3 separate regions of the Mus musculus genome follow, and all the other regions are linked to region 1. Evidence: chromatin contacts called from public Hi-C and promoter capture Hi-C data. All regions are on one chromosome and are shown on one strand. Each heading gives the region's core, a stretch centred on a gene start, on an enhancer-like site or on the middle of the called end of the contact. The rest is flanking DNA. Distances are from core to core; before and after follow the strand shown. Region 1 holds the start of Sh3bp5l (SH3 binding domain protein 5 like). Region 2 holds the start of Clk4 (CDC like kinase 4). Region 3 holds the start of Elac2 (elaC ribonuclease Z 2).

Evidence for each region. Promoter capture Hi-C pulls out the DNA fragments that hold promoters and counts their contacts. Hi-C and Micro-C count contacts between places; a contact is called where the count stands out from the background.
Region 2: a Hi-C map of muscle stem cells shows a contact between it and region 1, with 4 times the contacts expected there. The contact joins the promoter of Clk4 here to the promoter of Sh3bp5l in region 1. A contact is called at or near these places in 1 of 39 promoter capture datasets (liver) and 2 of 484 Hi-C or Micro-C datasets (CD8 T cells and muscle stem cells).
Region 3: a promoter capture Hi-C map of pre-B cells shows a contact between it and region 1. The contact joins the promoter of Elac2 here to the promoter of Sh3bp5l in region 1. A contact is called at or near these places in 1 of 39 promoter capture datasets (pre-B cells) and 1 of 484 Hi-C or Micro-C datasets (muscle stem cells).

What each region holds. Positions count from the first base shown.
Region 1 is chr11:58,328,900-58,333,415 of GRCm38.p6, reverse strand. It overlaps Sh3bp5l (SH3 binding domain protein 5 like), which reads right to left and starts at 2,709. Exons shown (of 7, transcript NM_024480.5): 1 at 2,624-2,709; 2 at 1,553-2,162. The coding sequence starts at 1,735. It also overlaps a transcript of Zfp672 not described here.
Region 2 is chr11:51,260,975-51,265,490 of GRCm38.p6, reverse strand. It overlaps Clk4 (CDC like kinase 4), which reads right to left and starts at 2,377. Exons shown (of 13, transcript NM_007714.6): 1 at 2,222-2,377. It overlaps BC049762 (cDNA sequence BC049762), which reads left to right and starts at 2,487. Exons shown (of 3, transcript NM_001382322.1): 1 at 2,487-2,858. The coding sequence starts at 2,834.
Region 3 is chr11:64,977,010-64,981,525 of GRCm38.p6, reverse strand. It overlaps Elac2 (elaC ribonuclease Z 2), which reads right to left and starts at 2,491. Exons shown (of 24, transcript NM_001362983.1): 1 at 2,195-2,491; 2 at 1,758-1,808; 3 at 1,549-1,619; 4 at 854-918. The coding sequence starts at 2,415.

The DNA of each region.
Region 1 (4,516 bases), core at 1,460-3,959:
GATGTTTCAGGGAGGTGCAAGAAGTGCATTACAGGCCCTTCTCATCCAGGAACAGAGAGTTCCTTCTTAACTCACTATCTGTAATCTTCCAGACCCTTTGCACAGTGAATAGGAGCTGTGCACACCAGACAAACCAAGTCCCTCACTTTACTGACAAACAGAAGCTCAAAGAAGCTAACGGTTTCACAAATTCCCAAATCATGGAACTTAAGTGACTTGAATATCTATCCCAAGACTTCTTTTTTTCAATGCACTCTCTCAGTGGAGGACAAATCCTCAGAATGGATGAGAGAAGCTGAGTTGTTGTCAATGCAGCATCTTGAAGCACAGCAGAAATAAATTACTGACTCATGCCAGAAAAGAATAGCTCGCCAATGCTCCACTATAAGGTCACAAACAACCCAAGGAGCTGAGCTTCAGTACACACACACACACACACACCCCAGGACCAGACTTACTTTCTTTGCAATTCACTGGCACTACCCAGTAAGGTTTACTGAAGGAGAAGCCCAAGAATTCAAGCTCTGGGATGTTCTAGCTACCTAGAAGGAGCTAAATCATGTTCCCAGTAACAGCATCTCAGATGCAACCTATCTGAATAGCAGCCCTGGACCCCAGACATACAGCACGTATTAGCCATTATCAGCCCATATCAGAAACTTTCCCATACAGTCCATTTAGACAGTACCCTGAAACACGATAGATAACTAAGCTTGTCCTAGCAGGCCATCTCCTCCACAATGACCACTCTTCCTCATACCAGTTCCCTGAGTCTCTTACACAACCATCTCTCTGGTTTACCAACTAGACTGTGCACATTCCATGACAGTAAACTATCCTGACATTCTTTTGGTAAGCCCACAATTCCAAGAGCCAGAAATATATATTAAAGGCCAATCACAACAGAGATAAATCCTTGCAATATAAAAAGTTTCCTGCTGATCATGGTGGCACACACCTAATTTAATCCCAGGAGCAGGGAGGCAGAAGCAGGCAGATCTCGGAGTTCTAGGCCACCCTAGTCTACAAATCAAGTTCCAGGACAGCCAGGGCTACACAAGAGAATCCTGTCTCAAAGAGAGGGGGATGGGGAGGAGGGAAGGGAGTTGATTTCCTTACAGACTCAAACCTTACCGTGCCTTTCAAATACCTGAAAGGTCTCACAACTCAAAATGATTCTGAGAGACATATCTAAGAAGGTAAAAGGTGGGGGGGGGGGGGGGGAGATTTCCTCAGCCTCCAAACTGCCTCCCAGTCTCAGCCATCTCCTCTTGCCTCCAGGATATGTAAGATACCTGAGCTAGCAATCTTTTTGCTTATTCAGAAAGAAGAACAATGAGTGGTTCTATGCCCCAAGCACTCAGGCAGGGTCCCTGCTCTCCATCAGCACTTGTCACACTTGTCACACTGAACCGCCACGTTTTATGTACATGTCTGCTTCCCTTTCCCACCCCAGCCCACTGTGAGAGAGGAGTCTAAGGCCTCATTGATCCCACAGCTCTTCAGCAAGTCTGGCCTCTGGACTTCTGACCTCCTCCATCAGCCTTCTCACCTGTATCCTAGGATCCAGTTCCTCCTCCTCTCTAGGGGACAATTTGGTCTCACTGCTGTTGCTTCCACTTCCTCCAGGCTCCTCTGCGACCGGGCTCCTAGGGCCCTCATCCTCTACCACCTCTGACCGAAGTTCCCCCTGCGGAGTCTCCCGGCCCCCTGCAGCCTTTTTGAGATCAGCCATGCTGGCTGGAAGAGGGCAAAGCCCTATGCACAAGAGAGGGCTGGCATGCTGGGAGCAGGGCCCCAGTTTGAGGCTTCCTGGACTTTGGATGGAACAGAATAGGGCTTTCTCTTCTCAAAGGCCGAAGAGAAGCAGCACAGATGGGCCTCGCGTTCAGTTAGAGGCTGAGCTTCGAACTGCTGAGGAGGTCCTTATAACTAAAGCTTCGTCTGTGCAAAAGTTCTTCACACCTCACCACGGGGAGCCCACCAAGAGACCCCAGCGGCAACAGCTCCAACTCAAGGAGCAAAGGGGGCCTGGATCCTGGGCCGACGCCTGGGAAGAGGAGCACCATTCGGGAGGGTGGAGGCAAGCGCCTCCAGGCTGTGGTGGCAGATGGAGAGAAAGCTAAGTCCAAGCAGAGGGTGGGAGATGCGCCTCTGGGGAGCTGCAGGAGACACAAAGGTCAAGTTACATAGGATGTCAGCATCAGAACCTTGGCCAGCAGCCTCCTCCGCGTCCTGGGTCTCCCCAAGATACCACTGGTTTCCCAACACACACTCCCGAGATCCGACCAGTCCCCCACCTCAACTTCTTTCCTCCGGCCTCAAGGACTTTAGGTCCGACTCTGCTCGCGTCCCTGTTCCCTCCACAGTCCCTCCCCTTCCAAACTTCCCTCTGAGCCCCACCCTCTCTCCTCCACACCCTTTTTCTACCAAGCCCGTCCCCCTCGGTCCGGCTTTGCAATTCACCTTCTATCCCCCAACCTTGCCTCTCCAGCCCTGGGGGCCATCTGAGCCTCCAGGCTCCAAGCGCATACTCTTCCGCGGACCCAGCGTCTGAGTCCCAGCCATCCCATGTAACCAGGCGAAAAAAAAAATGCCCCTTCCCGGCTTTACCTCAGTTTACCTTGCTTTACGGGGAGCGTCTACGGAGCAAACAATCTTCCCCCTCCCTCCGCAACAAGACCGTCCAACCAAAAACGCCCTGGCAGAGAGGAAACGGAAATACGCCATCGCGTAAAAACGCTATTTTTTTTTTTCCTCTCTGACAAGTATTGCCCGATGTAAGCTCACGCTCGGCGTGCTAAACGTTCAGGGTCCGTACAAGATGGCGCTACTCTACATCCGACGTCGCCTTTCCTAGCTCCCAGTTCACCCGCCAACCAAGCCTAAATAAAATGAATGCATGAGTAAGAGTTGCTGAGGAAAACTACAGCAGGTGATGAAAATCGATAGTCCCTCCCAATTCGAGAAATGCTAGCAATAGTGTCGTACGCGGGAGCGGCCATCGTTGCTTTAGGAACAGAGGCGGGGCTAAGGACTGTCACTGCCTGGCGCGACCGGAGGTGATGCAACTTCCGGTTTCGGCTAGCTCCTATCTGGGTATTGCTAACAAAAACGAAGTCGTTTTTCAAAAGTGATTTTTTTTTTCCTTTTCTTTTCTTTTTTCTCGGTTCAGTGAATCCGGCGGACTCTAGGTCGAGACAGGTGGGTGAACCTCTCCCGACACCTGCAGCGGGCGCCATCTCTCCCGCTAAGTAGCCGGCCTCACGGGACGCCGGCTACCGCGTGAATGCAGAGGATCTCACTGTTAGCTCACTTTCCTAGAGTGGGAGGAGGAGGCTCGAACTTAGCCCAGTGAGCTCCCTGCTTCGTTCATGGGTGGTCTGGATACCAGTGCTATGTGTGGCTTGCAAGACGGACCGAAGCCATGGATGGGATGCAGGATGGATGCTTGCGTGGTACAAATGTCTGACGGCCTCGGGGCCCCAGGCTTTTTTTCTGGAGATGAAACACGTATCCGGGCCCAATTCTCTTCCCATTGGGTTCTGTTGAACATAGCCCGTGTTTAGTAAATCGGTAAAGAGTCTGTTTAGTCAAGAGCTGCCTTCCTATCTGTGAAGGAGTCTTTAGGTGTTTCTAGAGGCATGAGAATGGAGGAGGACGGGGTTCCACAGTCTGAAGTGAAAGGAATTCCAGAGCTGGTCCCTGTTAGGGTCCAGGAGTCGCCCCACAAACCACAGGAATATCAATCTCAGTCAGACAGGGATAGTGTATTGAATGCACACCCCACGGTCGGTAGACATAGCTTAGACTCTGGAACTGAATGCTACTATCATGAACTTCGTTTCAGGGTCAGTTTATATAGGCAGAAACCCATAATGAACTCACAAGCAATTGCGGGGAGGGCTTGTAGGGTTATTGGCCTTTTTCCAAGTTGTGTGTGTGTGTGTTTAAATAATTTAGACATAACAGTTCAAGTTGACTTCTATCTTGCTTAGCTCTGAGTGAAGTCTGCAATTGGGGAGTTTGCAAGAAGAACAGTCCTCAAAACATGGTAACAAACCTCTGAACATACCGGGATATATGGTCAACATGACCACGGTCTGAGCCAGACTATTCTCTGGGTCAGCAGTCAGTCTAATTTCAGTGGCAGCAGTATGAGATGGCACTCATACTGGCAGGCGAGAAGCAAAATGGCTACAGCTATGCCAGGGAGGCAGTGCCAGGGGAACAGGCTTCAACTGTCTATGCTGTAAGTCCAGTTTGTGTCTAGTTAGCAGTTACACTAAAAAGTATTCTGTGGCTTGTCAAAGAACGATAAGGAAGGCCGTGTAAACAGTGGTTCTCAACCTTCCTAGTCCTGCGACCCTTTAAAGTGCTGTCCCCCAACTGTAAAATTATTTTGTTTCTCCTCCATAACTGTAATTTTGCGACTGTTATGAATTATAATGTAAATATCTGATATTCAAGTATGGTATCAGGTATAATATGTGACCCTCCCCCAAAGAGGTCACAA
Region 2 (4,516 bases), core at 1,128-3,627, 7.1 Mb after region 1:
AACTCTGCTAAGCAGAGTTTAATGGTTTGGGAGGGAAAAAAGAAAAAAGAAGCTGAATAAGGCCCAAATGGAACAAAACCAATTTAGTTGATCACCTTGAGCTTGCCTAAATGGCTGAAAAATAAGCCAACAAATCTATTAAACACCGGGCTTGCAAAGAAAGCAGTTTCAGTTCTCTTCCAAAGTGTTCCTCAGAAAGGGTGTGCATCACAACATCAGGGTGTGATACTATTATTATTTCCTGATTACTGAGGACGTAATGAGGGGAGAGGAGGTTTCTAATTGCTAGGCGAGACTCTACCACCGACCTACATACCCCCTGTCCAAATATTCAGTAAACCATATTCGTTCTTCTAATTCTGTGCCTGCCAGGCATCTTCCTGATAATGTGGCTTCTCTTGCTCAGTCAAAAATGAGAAAGCATGGATTAAACCACACACACACACACACACACACACACACACACAAATCCTAAATTCTTGATAGGTACCTTGGTTAAAAAAAAAGTTAGTAAGCCAAGCATTCCTTTCGATATAGTCATTTTAATATGGTGAAGTAAAACAGACAACACTGCAAACTTGCTGGAGACAAAAGCCCAAACTCAAGCTTTAGAGAAACACTCATCTTCCTATTTCCACTGGAGTTCTGCTGACATATTCCTCCTATTATCAAAATTGTATTTAAGGTTTTAGTTTGATTAAGGCTTTTTTTTTTTCTCTTTAGAGGGGGTGAGGGGAGGGAATTAAATTCTGAATCCCAAGCCACCGGGCTACAGGCTAAGCACTCTCAAAACACAGCAGCCCAGTGTACAGCTTCTGATGACTCATCCTTGTGACTGGCCATTAGGGTTTCACAAGTCTTGGTTGCTTGCTTCAAGTTACCCCCTCCCCCTCCACTTCACATCGCTACAGCCAGTTTACCTCTCACAGGACAAATCTCAACTTCTCAAGTGACTAATATGCAAACCCACCTATCAGTGGGTCCTTGTCCCAATAGGCCCCGACTAACATTCCCCATCCCTCCTCTGATCTCTGGCCGAGTTCGGAAATACTTTGTTTTTAGGCAGGTGTGGTGACACGTGCCACCCTAGAGGCAGAGGCAGGTGGAGTTCTGAGAGACTTCAAGGACAGCCTGGTCTGCACAGCGAGACCTTGTTTCAAACAACCAACAAAGAAATATTTACTTAGGAGGCAAAGTAAAAGATTTCTGAGCTCATGAGAGCTTTCATACACAGGAAAGAAAAGCTACCTCAAAATATTACACTATCTCTAACACTTAAAAATCATGCTACAATCCTCTGTATCCTTTCAATAAAAGATACAATGGAACCCATATGTATACGCTCATACTAGAAATATTATTCTCCACCACGTTTTAGAAGTTTCAGTCTCCCATTTAAGTGGGGGTACAAGAGGCCCTCGGGTGCGTGTTCAAAATTAGGCCAAATATCTGCAGCTTTAACATTAGACCAGGTGACAATCGGTCCACTGGTTTAGAGGGTTGGCTACTTGAGCAACAGAGCTGTCACAATGTAAATGCAATGTTCGCTCTCTAATTCCATCACTCAGCTCTCTAATCCCATCACTCAGGAGGCAGAGGCAGGAGAATCTCCTGAGTTCGAGTCCTGCCTGGCCTACATAATGCCTGGGCAATCGGGGCGACCCAGATCTAGGGGGGGCTTGGGGTGGGGTGACCGCCTGGCATGAAGGACGAACCTTCCTTCCCAAGTGTGATCCTCGAAGCTGGAGGTGAACTCCAGCCGCTGCCTGGCTCGCCGCAGCGCCTGCCCTACCTCTTCCGGGCAGCTGGCCAGGGCCCTTAGAGCTGAACAACAGAGCGAATAGCGGACTTTGGAAAAGGCTCCGGTTATGCAAACGGCCGAGGCCACAGACAGGGGTGAGTAGGGGGTCGGGGTGACTTCGACTCTGGACGGCACTAGTACCGGGGATGCGTCCCGCCAAGGGTCTCCCCGCTGGTTCCTGCGATGGACGGCCGAGGCCTTGACAAGAGGTGAGCGAGGCCCAAGCTGCCGGACCGCACCGTCGGGCGAACCCGGGGCCTGCGGGCCTTGACTCGAGCGGCGAAACCGCGGCAGCTCGGGTGTTGTCGCCGCCGGCCGAGAGGCACCCCGCCAGCCCCGCGGACGCATCCTCCCGGTGCTGACGCCCAAAGCCCACTCTCTCCTCAGACACCTGGCTCCGCGCGACACTGCCCACCTCACCTCCGCAAAAGCAAGCGGCCTTTTGGCCGAGAAATGTCGCCAAACCGCCGTCGTTCCTCTCCAGCCGCTGCGACAGACACCGACAAAATGGCGTCCGCGCCGTCACCCTACAACCTCCTCAGGTGGCTCCAGCGCCACCTACGCCGAGCCAGCGCGCATGCGTCACGAAGCCTCGTGCCCGCCCACAGATCGTGCAAGGGGACGAGGGGTCTGTGACGTCAGGGACGGCGGGGCTTGATCAGCCACACTGCGGCTGCGCAGCGCTGGAGGCGCGGGTAGGACGAGGTTCTGTCCGCTTGTCAGGCTGAGGTTCTTTCTGTTCTTAGGTGAACCTGGAAGCCCGCCTTAAGTCTGCGGCGCGCGTCGGGCTCTCGAAGAGTTTTGCTGGGCGTGGCCACGCTGGGTAGGGCCAACCTCTGACCTTTTCCCATCAGCTTAAAGTGGGAAGCTCATCGCACTCCATCTACCAGTCGCCCCTCAACCTCAGCTCCAGGTAGAGCCACCAGAGCGCAGAGTCCCCGAATGCTCCCAGCTAGGGCAGCTCAGTGACCAGGATATGGCTGTCACCTGGCGCTTCCGCTCTAAACTGGATTTGGAGAAGTTTACCTGAATATGCCTCTAAAAACAAGCGTAGCAGGTGCTTACCCTTCTCTTTCTCTTTGCCTTCCTCTCTCTCTTCCTCCTCGCCTTCTCAGCCAGCAAATCGAAAGGAATGGGGAGGTTTGTCCTAAGACTTCTGACAGTATTCTTCCGGTTACAACCATGGCAGCCTCATGATTTTCTACTACAGTTACTCAACAAACGGGCATTTGTGGTCAGACTTTTTGGTTTTTTTTTCGAGACAGGGTTTCTCTGTGTAATCCTGGCTGTCCTGGAACTCACTCGGTAGACCAGGCTGGCCTTGAACTCAGAAACTCACCTGCCTCTTGCCTCCCAAGTGCTGGGATTAAAGGCGTGCACTATCACTGCCTGGCGACATAACAAATTCTTAATATATATCCTTTTTTAATTTCAGAGAACTGGGCTTTTGTGGTGCAGGCCTGTAATCCCAGCATTTAGGATTTAGAAACAGGAGGATCAGGAATTCTAGGTCATCCTGGGCCATATAGCAAGTTCAAGGCCAGTCTGAGCTACATGAGATCAAAACTCAAAAAACAAAACTGCTGAGAATCCAACACCATAATTACTGTCTAACCCAGTAGGGTTGAACTTCTTCTGGTCGTCCTATCTCTTATCTCCTTCCTCCAAGAGCTTGAAGCATAAATATGAGCTGTCATAACCAGATTAATTAAATACTCTATGCCAATCACTTTATAGACAGTCTTAGTAATCTAGACAACTCTAAGAGGTGATTCTTAGCTCCTTGCTTTAATGACAAATTTAACTCCTGAAAATACCATTCAAACTTTGCTAGCTTACGGTTTCATTGTCATACTTACTGCCTCCATTCATGCAACAAAGTAAAAAACAACTTACTTTTTTCTTAATCAGTTAGAGAAAAGTATTCTGAGTCCATCTTTTGGCAAGACCAAAAGGGTCTGTCTTGAAAAGGCTCGTTTCATGGTGATTTGTCTCTGAAGCTCCCATTATGAAACAATGAATCCCTTCACATTTAGCAAAGTTGATTAAAGGCCACACCATGAATGAGTCACAATGGATCTCTCAGGCATCCCATACTGCCCAAGATGGACAATATCCCAGTTTCCTCCAGGGTTCCTAACACTTCTGAAGAGAAAGTCAAACAGCACAGGAGTAACAAAGATTCAGTCAAACAATGTTGAAAGCATCCCAATTCCCAGTGCACTCTGCAGAGCATATGGAGTGGGCAGGAAGCATCTGAATTCATACCATTCAGGGAATACAGGAAGTGCCCTGCACTGCTCCTTTAATTACTTATATGGGTCTCTCTTCTCTCCTTCCCCACTATTCTTTCTTCTTTTTTCCCCTCTTCCTTTGTGATCGTCTTTGTATACACAGGGACAATCTGGAACTTATTATTTAGTCTAAGCTTGCCTGGAACTTGTAGAAATCCTCCTGTTACAGCTTCCGAATTGCTGGCATCACTGGTGTGAGCTATTAGGTCTGACCTATCAATGAACGGGTCTCAGATCCAGGGCCAGATCACAGATGCATGTACCCTCTGGAAATACTAGCCACAGGCACTTGGTCAGCCTTCAGGATTCGTCAGGATATTGGTTCTGGTAACTGCAAGAGAGAAACCATTTACCAAAACTTTGACTAGGTCATGCCCAAAAGTTTATAGAGAAGATAGAATTCCTTCTAATAGTGGATCCT
Region 3 (4,516 bases), core at 1,242-3,741, 6.6 Mb before region 1:
TAGCTAGTACTTTAAATTTCATCTAGACAGTTATTTGTTGTGCCCAGTGTCATTAGATGCCACCATTTAGCAACAGTAAGAGATATGAAGTTTTTGCTCTCATTAGAACAGAGATGGAGAGGAAGCCAACGATAACACAAACAACTCAGTAACAATCAGGTACTCTGAAAGAAATGAAAGACGGGGCAGACACCAACTTGTGTGGTACACCTCCAGGGGGAATGACTTTTGAAAGCAAGACAAGGGGCAGGGCTGGCCCTCGTGGCTCCAGCTCGATGACACAGGTAGAAGTATGAACAGCAGCCTGGGCTTGTGGGACTTAAAGACCACCCTGTGGATCACACACACACCACACAGGGAAAGCTTAGGGCGGGAAGCAGTGCCCTGCATGTACACCATGTTCTGGCTGCCACACAGGGGAGGACTGCTGAGAAGTAGGAACTGACAAGCAAGGCTAATTTGGTTCACAGAGAGTGAAAGCTCAAGGAGGAAGAAGAGAAGCTAGAGACAAAGTTAGATGTCTTAAGTTGAATAGGAAAGAAAGAACGCTGTAATTCATGAAGTCCTTCTTTGGTACCATAGTGAGTGATTTAGTCCCTCCCATGTACCACTTCACGCAATTCAACTTTAACAACCTATGGATCATTCTGGCCACTTTATAAATTAAGAAATTGGGGCTGAGAGGCAAAGTAGCTCACCCAGGACCACACAGTTAGTATTTACATACTATGAAAGGAGATGTGTTTAACTCCACTACCTGTTATCCTTGAGGGCAGAAGGTTAAGTTACAAAAATGAAGACTGCTACCATTTTTAAAGGAGGTGGTTTTAACGGGTGACCAGGAGACACTCACCAGCTGTGGTGGTCCAGACAGAACACATTTGGGAAGCCCGGTTTCCTTTAAAGTTAAAATCATTCCTTAAAAGAATGTAAAGAGAAAATAAATAAAAATCCAGCACTCTCAACTTAGCCTGCAGGCCCTGTCCGGTATGTGGTATGTGTGTGTGTGTGTGTGTGTGTGTGTGTGTGTGTGTGTGTGTGTGTGTGTGTGCATGGTGGTGGGGTGCTTCTGGCTATACTAGTTATTTACCTACGTGTCCCTGTTCTAGGGTATAAGCAACTATACAATACATAAAGAGAAAATAATGTTAGCATTGATCTAACCATGCATCAGAGCAGGGTCTGCTATGCAAGGGGGAGGAGGGCACAGTCCACTACCTCATTCTCTCCTCTGCCCATACTACTATGCTTTCAAAATCTGGCAGCCACACAGTCTGGATGACAGTATGTGTCTGAATCCAGCTGCAGAGTCTGATCAGCACCCACCACAGCACTCTGTTGTTAAATCTGTGGTCCAGGTGGAGGTTGTAACCATATCAAGGCCTACTTTTCCGAGTCTAGGTTTTCACACCCCCTACTCAAGCTGACTAAGCTAGTGTACCAGGAATTCTATCTCCCCTGGGCTAGGAAGATGAACAAATGAGCTGCAAGCCATGTTAAGCCCCCAGAAACTTCCCACCGGCCCCTGACCTCCAAACACATACTCACCACACAACCCCCCAACATTTGACCAATGCATCCGAGTCAGAAAGATGTTGTCCAAGCGAGCGACTTTCAGTCTAAGAAAAAAACATACATTTCAGCCAGATGAAACAAAGACGACCAGAGACCGTGTCTGCTGAGAAGTCTCATCTGCCTCTCACCTCAGCTTTCAAGCCCATAATCATCTCCACCCCAGAAGCCAGGAGTTGACTCACTTGTGTTCCTGCATAAGTCGTTGGACGCCTTCTCCGCAGTTAAAAAGGTACCTACAGGAGGAACATTACTGTACTTACAAGTATACTCTGTAAAATGCTTTACTGTAGATACAGCGACATAAATGACAGGGTTCTCATACTGCCTAGTAGGTTTTGAGCCCTCTTTGGTTAGTGACGGAAGAGTGTAGTTTGGTATAGATCAATGGGGAGTGATGTCTTTCCCCATCGACTTATGAAACCGGTCTAGCCCACACACTCACGGTGAGGCCCCCGCTTTGGGATGGTGATGGTGAGAGTCGGGGCACGGGAAGTTTTGCCCGGATACCTGAAAGCCATGCTGACTAAGGGAGGTAAGGGATATATACAGGATTGGACAGGAGGCCTCCCGAGCACGTGGCGCTGGGGCCAATCCCCCAGGGCTGTCGGCCCACTCTGACCTGTTGTATTCCGAGAAGACATAGAGAGCAGCCCCCGCGTCCCGGCCGCCCGCCGCCACCACCTGCAGGTACACGGTGTTCGGGCCCCCGGGACCCGGGCCGCGCTTCTCCCGCGTACGCAGGTGTCGCAGTGGGTCTTTGGATGGCCGCGGCCGACGAGCCGAACCCTGCGACATGGTGCGCAGGCCAAGGGGACGCAACAGTGAGCGGAGCGCCCACATGCACCCGACCACACCAGGCTGACAAGGCAGCCAGACCCCTCACGCCGCCACAAGCACCGCCCCTCCACCGCATGGCGGAACTGACCAATCAGCGCGCCGCCGCGCTAGCTGCCCGCCCATCCAAAGCTCCGCATCCAATCGTAACGAGCCTTGGAGCTCGGAGTCTGTCAATCAAGGTGGACGTAGAGTAAGCGAAAGCTAGAGCGTCGCCGGAGGCCCCGCCCCCCTCACCGGTTCCGGCTTTCCCTGTTGACGTTTTCCGGTTACTGTCACTTGGCGGAAGCGGGACTTCTGAGAGTGCAAGTACTCGAAAGGCATTACTGGGAAAGGACTGAGTCTTTTTCAGGTTCATCGTCTTCTGTCAGGAGCTCTGCCCTTCGACAAAAGTATTCCAAGTTTGCATTGTTCTTGCTTATGATGATGGTGACGATCTCATGGGAGATAGATCTGGCTAATTTGATTTCCACCATAAGAACACATTTCAGATGATATTCTTTGTTTTGGCGTGAGAATAGAGATGAAAAGACTAAGTAAACTTCGTAGTGTTGCGTCTTATTGCTGTTATGAGCCGGTCCTCTCTGCCTTGCATTCCTTACTTCAAGACGGAAATAGTTTAACAGTGCTTATCTTTGGGAGATATTTAGAATTAACATGGCTGTGGGGACCTCGAAAGTCGACTTAGGACACCCCAAGACCAAGTTCTCAGAACAAAGGAGATTTATTTTCCCCAGAGAGACAAAAGGCAGTGAATAAGAGACAAAGAAAGAAGATAGAGACTAGGACGAAGAGAAAAGGGTCAAGAGAGAGGAGAGAGGAGTATTTGCACCCGAAACACGAAGGGCTGCCTCTGGATAGGGAGGAGACCGACCCATAGGCAAATAACAGTTCATAAAGGTTAAAAAAAAAATCCGATGTTAGGATAAGTTGGTTTGTTTTGATTGTGTATATTAATTACATAAGCCAAAGGGGGCTTTTCAAGGGGCTGGACTTCAGTGCTTTGTTAGCTGGACCTTAGTGGTCAGCCTCAAGAGGAGAAAATGGTCAAATAAGGGAATAGACCTTGGTGTCTAGCTTTATGGATGTAATCTAATGATTTTTAGCAAGATGGAGGGTATGGCGGTGAAGCCAAGGCCTGCCAGAGTCGTATTTGGCATGCTTGGTTGGCTAAAGGCCCTTTGATGGTCGGTGCTTTGAGTGGCACTAAAGAGATACGCAGAATAAATAATAGAAATTTATGGAGAAGAAAATGTTGCCACCTGCAGGAAATGTATTTAAACAAGTATTCAGGGAGACTGTCAGATGTCTGAGGCTGGACTGTCAGGTGGCTCTGAGGCTGGAGCTGGACAATCAAGATAGTGAGTTGGAGGTGAACCTGGGGCTACATGAGACCCTTTCCCAACTTGGGTGGATGGGCAGGAAGACACACACACTTTTTTTTTTTTTTAATGCTGAGACCAAATGGATCGATCATAGTTCAAGATCACTATTTTTGAGAGGTCGGAGTTTCTGTTGCCAGCACCTACATGGTGACTCACAAGTTATCTTCTGAGACTCCATTCCCACAGAAACTCACATCTTCTGACCTTAGCAGGTATCAGTTAGGCACCTGAAGTACAAACATACATTCACAAAAAACATCCATATACATTTCAAAACAGTAACATCCAGGAATGATGGCTCCCCTGAGGTCAAGCCCAGCCTGGGGTCCTTAGTGGATCTAGGCTAGCAGAGAAAGAGGGAGGGCAGACTGAGAGGATGACTATGTGCGAGTCACTGTAACATTCCGTGTCCCAGTGTGGGTCATTTGAGAAAAAGGCCTACTACCATTTCAGAGGCTCTTGAGGGTTTCTCCACAACAGAGCTCTCCGTTGAATCCTCTAGAAATTCAGAAAGCACACTTGAGGAATGTGGCGTGGTGTTTACTGGAGAGCCTCACTGAATATGAAACTGGCTCTGTGACAATTACCATCCTACTTGAAGTAATCATACCAGTGAGCGGCAGGGAAACCCCAGATAACTGAACATCTTTTAAGGAAAGGAAAGGTTGTAACATACTATTACCCAGCCAAGAACAAGAAGAATTACACTTGCTTGGGGCTAG